2 separate regions of the Hordeum vulgare genome follow, and region 1 is linked to region 2. A link is a contact called in public Hi-C data. All regions are on one chromosome and are shown on one strand. Each heading gives the region's core, a stretch centred on a gene start, on an enhancer-like site or on the middle of the called end of the contact. The rest is flanking DNA. Distances are from core to core; before and after follow the strand shown.

Region 1 (2,700 bases), core at 29-2,528, 390 kb before region 2:
ATGTTTCTCTTGGAGTTTCTCAAAACAACAAACTGAACTTCAGGTGAACAACAATGTTCTTTTCTCTTTCTTACTGGGCGCACTGCAAATGATTTTCCAAAAATTATATAAAAATTATTGAACTACACACCGAAGCACCCTAAATGAATTGCATAGCCGCGACTTCAGCAGATTGCACTTGATAGTGATCACCACCTCGGATCCCACGGATCGACAAATCCGGACCCGAAGACAGGCATAGGATCCCGGGGGAGCCTCTGTTTTTCGTATGCACCATGCTGGACCTCGCTGGTCCTCCCATCCGGCCACCATGCTGGACCTCGTTCGGTTTTAACCATTTTCTCTCCATGGTGAAAGCACCCATAGGGATTCGGAGCACTCGCAATTCGGACATTGCTGAACCGCACTGCGCGCCCTACCGAACCGCTTGACACGCCCAACCAAACCGCACGACACACCCAGCCGAACTGCACAGTGATTCCACCGAATATAGGGGATCAGTGCAGCGACCAGGGAGGCACGCGATAGAACAATGGCACATTGCAGCAGAGCGGTGAGCAAAGGCGTAGGGGAGGGGAGGCAATGTAGTGAGCCTGTCGGATCGGGGGAGAGGATTAGCAGGAGGGAGCTGGGCCACGACAGCCTCCAATGGGGACGAGAGGGATGTAGGTGGAGGCGGGGCACAGATCAAGGGGTCGGCCGGCGTCAGGGTGTAGAAGACCTCCGGCTGGCGCGCCCCCCACCCCCACGTCACATGGTTTGCTGGTAAGAACCAGTAGCACAACACGACAGGGGGAAGGCATCTGCCGCTGTCGGAGATAGATGATAGGGGTGTTGTGACCTCTGTCGACGGAATGTGAAGGAGGCTAGACGGCGACCATCGGCCTCACATGGATCCATCCAGGTAAGAAGACAGAGGGGATGGTGAGGGCGCTTGAAGCCGATTTGGCTAATCAGAGGAACAATAGGAGCTGGGCGCTCCCAGGACCGGATCCGGTGGTGATGGGCGCTCGCGACACTCATGGCTGCCGGATCTTGTAGGATCCATCGGGCGAAGGCCGTGTTGTGGTGATCCTGGAGGAAGCCTGCGGGCGGCGCTTGTGGCTTGCATGTCGCCCAAAGGAGAAAAGGTGGGTGATGTGGCTGGTGGAGGCGGCGTCTCGGTCGGAGGAGGGAGGCTTCCATTGGGTGGGAGGTCTGCTAGCGAGTTGGTCCACCGGGGGGCTGGGTGGTGCGGCGTCGGGGGGTGCACGGTTTGGAGGGTAGGTGTGGCGACGGGGGGATGGTGGGATGGTTCTGGGGGTGCGAGGTAGGTGGGGGAAGAAGGTGGGCAGAGAGGTGGGGTAGAAGGTGGTGATTTTTTGGGGTAATGCAGTTTTGTCGGGTCGTTGTGTGGTCCGGTTTAGGAGGACGGAGTAGTTCAAAAGTGATGTTAGAATAAGGTGGTGATGTGAGAATAGGATTCGTAAGGGGTGGTGTTAAAATAGACCCACCCTATAGAGAGAGAGGGAGGGAGGGAGAGAATAGCGCTATTCTGATCCTTGGATCAAAATATTATTCTCATAACATCCGTCCCTATAAGGGCCCGATGCGATCTTCCTCGCATCTAAGTGAACCAAAAGAAAAAACATCCAAACCCGCAACGTCCCCAATCCTTCCTACTAACCCGCGTGCCCACCACCGGCCGCCGCCCACCCGGCTCCGACGCGCGTCTCGCGCCCGCCATCTTCCAGATCGCCGCCACCTCCGCCTCCCTGCCTCCTCCTCGCACGCCCCTCATGTATACTACATAAATTTGTTCTTGTAGACTATGTTGAGCCTCCAAGCGTAGAGTTTTGTAGGACAGTAGAAAATTTCCTCAAGTCGATGGCCTAAGGTTTATCAATCCGTGGGAGACGTAAGATGAAGATGGTCTCTCTCATACAACTGTGCAACCAAATAATAAAAAGTCTCTTGTGTACCCAACACACCAAATATAATGAAAATTTGTTTAGGTGAACTAGTTCGGCGAAGAGATGGTGATACAAGTGTAATACGGACGATAAAAATATTTTTTTATAATCTGAATAAATAAAAATAGTAAGGTAGCAAGTAACAAAAGTGAGCACAAACGGTATTGCAGTGCTTGAAAATGAGGCCTAGGGTCCGTACTTTCGCTAGTGCAATCTCTCAACAATGCTATTATAATTGGATCACATAACAATCCCTTAACGTGCGATAAAGAATCACTCCAAAGTTCCTATCTAGCGTAGAACATAAGAAGAAATTATTTGTAGGGTATGAAACCACCTCAAAGTTATTCTTTCCGATCAATCTTTCCAAGAGTTCGTACTAAAATAACAAGTTATCCTTTATGATCGATCTATCCAAGAGTTCGTACTAAAATAACACCATAACAAATTCAGATTCATACTACTCAATCCAACACAAAGAACCTCAAAGAGTGCCCCAATATTCCTATCGGAGAAACATAGACGATAACATGCACCAACCCCTATGCATATATTACCCCAATGTCACCTCGGAAATCCACGAGTCGAGTACCAAAACATATATCAAGTAAATCAATATGATACCCCATTCTCACCACGGGTATTAATAGCAAGAAATAAATCAAGTGCTCTGAAATCCATAAAAGTATTCAATCAGATAAAACGAAATCCCAAGGGGAAAACTCAATTCATCACAACAAGATAGAGA
Region 2 (2,700 bases), core at 59-2,558:
TTTTATCGAGCGTCTGAGGAGCCTTGGCGAGTCATTGTTCCCTTTTTTTTACCAAGGTCTATAGTGATCAACTACCCAAGCTGTTTTTCTTTGGTTTCTTCATTCATTTATAAGGCTATAAAGCCAGTGTTCTAGAGCCTTCGAGCTCATTCTTTTTTGTTTTGGGGTAAACCGTAGCCTCTAGTGTTCCTAGCCGACCTATAGGTGTACCGAAGTCAGAATCTTTCCATCCAAAGAAGCTAGTAGATTGAGATTTGTCCTCCTCCTAGAGGTGTGCAAAGGTTAAGATAAACATTGGTCCTCGAGTGCAAAGGAAGAAGGGAGCTTGACTTTCTGAGGTCCTTAACCATCTCCATGAGAAAAGTAAACTATAAAATCCAAAATAGACTAAAAATAGCATGAACGATCCTAAAAATCCCTTGAAGGAGTCCCCTCTACGAATGCCCAAAATCGGGAGTCCCCTCTAGGAAGAGATGATTTTCAAAGGCCGTACGCTACTATTGAATGGCCAAACTATAAGCAGGGCAAAGAAAGACCCTATAATAAAATGAAAGGCATTCTTCGTCGAAAATCTATCTCCACCCGTCATTTTCATACCCTTTCTTTGGGTATCTGAACTCGCTTTGGTTCTCTTGCAATCAACCACTAAAATTGCTAACTTTTGTGAGTTTGGTTTTTATTTCTCTGAATCTAGTTCTACAGGACACTCGGGTCTGACACTGCCGATGGTAGGAACAAAGGCGGAGAGACACGTATCGTCATCGGGAGCCCCTCTCTTAGCCATAACCTTTGCGGAAGAGCCTCGGGACAAACCGCCGGCACGGACCCCACCCGCGTCGCCACTTGAAGCGCCATACAACCATCTATGGTTCAAAACAACCACTTCATTATGATGCTCTATTCTTACTCATTTTTGATGGACTTCACCAACGGACTCTGGCTTCTGAAGCAGACGTAGTTCCTGAGAGAGTTTTCTTGTACAAGCAGTTTGCTTCATTTCAAATGTCAATGTTCGTTTACTTTCCTACCTTCCGTAATGAAATCCTACGATTTTTGTGTATCCTAAGACGAAACAATGTTTTGGAAATAAGTATTATAGATGCTATGTCGCCAATGTAAAAGACTTTGGTTGAAATATCGACCTCTCTCGTCCTCTCGCCGTCAGTTTAAGCAAAAGTTGTGATACAAAAAAAGTTGTGAGAAAAAGTTGAAATTGTTCCTCAAACAAGAACTTTTGTGACAGAAAAGAGGAAGAAAGAAAGCCGTTGAAGAAAAAGGGACATGTGTACGCAATTATTAAACCACCGAGGATCAAATAGGAAAATGATCTGTATCGATTTGTTTTGTATCCTGTAAACGTTTTGAAGCACAGTAAGTGACCGATGACCAGTGACATGATTCCGAAGTAAACCACCCACGTTCCCCCTCGTCCCAAGTCCCAACCGACGGTCCGACGCACACGGCACACACGATGTCCTCGCCCGAGGTAGAGACCTCGCCGCCGTCCACCCCGTCCACCGCGTCCTGCCCAACGCCTCGGCCGCTGGTAACCGCGCCATCCCTGAGGCCCGCACTCCTCCGCGCAGCGCGCAGCGGTGACGAGCGGCGGCTCGTGAAGGAGCTCCTCGCGGACCCGTCCGCGCCCGACCTCGACACCGCTACCACCGCAGGAGGCAACACGCTCCTGCACGTGGCCGCGTCCGGCGGGCACGCGGCACTCGCGGCGCTCCTCCTCCGCCGCGCCCCTGGCCTCCTCGCCGCGCGCAACGCCGCTCTGGACACGCCGCTCCACTTGGCCGCTCGCGCCGGGGCCCACAAGTCCGTCGCCCTCCTCATCGCTTCCTCCCCCTCCACCTCGTCCTTGCGCGCCCTCACCCGCGCCACCAACAACCGCGGCGAGACGGCGCTTCACGACGCGGTGCGCGGCGGGCATGAGGCCGCGGCGCATGCGCTGGCCGCGGCGGACCCGGGGCTCGCGGGACTGTCCGGTGGCGCTGGGGAGACGCCGATTTACATGGCAACGGCTGCAGGATTACTTGGGATGCTGCGCGTTCTTATGAAGTTGTATAAGAACGACGACGACGACGACGAAGATGAGGTGCCCAAATTGTGTTCGTGCACGGGCCCGGGAAGGCGCACGGCGCTGCACGCCGCTGTCCTCACGAGTAACGGTGAGTGCCTCACGAGATATCCCCTTGTATTTAGTTGGTTCTATTATTATTGCCTTATTGGCAACTCTGCAATATGCTTCTGTGAAATATTTTCTTCACCTGTAGTTGACTGAAATAATCTTTTTTTAGTACTGACTGAAATAATATTTAGTTGGACTATAGCTCGGCTGAGATTAGAAATTACTTTTTTTTAGGTTTCTATTTAAATTTAGTGTAGGTTTGGTTGTGCTCTGTTTGATTCGGCTTTAAATTTCAGTTCAAAAAAAAGGTAGGTTCTATACTCGTACTGTCATCTACTAAATTCAAACTGTGCCAACTCATGGCTAATGATATCAATGGTGGGTTCGGGGTATCTGGCATGGAACAAAGCTGTCGAGGGTAACATAATTGATTTGAATTGTGCTAGTGGGGTATGTGTAGGTAGGCACTTTAGTGTTTCTGGCTGTAATGATTCCTTCCTTTTTCTTTATTTTTTACATCGAGACACTCTGATGATTCTGGCACGCACTAGAGTCTGGGATAGTGCGAT

Evidence for each region. A called contact is a pair of places that touch in the nucleus more often than the background predicts.
Region 1: a contact with region 2 is called in a Hi-C map of leaf, with 7 times the contacts expected there. The contact joins the enhancer-like site here to the promoter of LOC123425843 in region 2. A contact is called at or near these places in 2 of 6 Hi-C or Micro-C datasets (leaf and seedling).

What each region holds. Positions count from the first base shown.
Region 1 is chr2H:203,078,334-203,081,033 of MorexV3_pseudomolecules_assembly, reverse strand. No RefSeq gene overlaps it. Among protein-coding and RNA genes, the nearest start is that of LOC123429923, 84 kb to the left of the region's middle. Within about 2 kb of position 1,278, at least 3 of the 3 cell types and tissues checked have open chromatin away from gene starts, as enhancers often do. A contact at or near this core is called in leaf and seedling, where this site is marked.
Region 2 is chr2H:202,692,480-202,695,179 of MorexV3_pseudomolecules_assembly, reverse strand. It overlaps LOC123425843 (protein ACCELERATED CELL DEATH 6-like), which reads left to right and starts at 1,308. Exons shown (of 3, transcript XM_045109589.1): 1 at 1,308-2,171. The coding sequence starts at 1,472.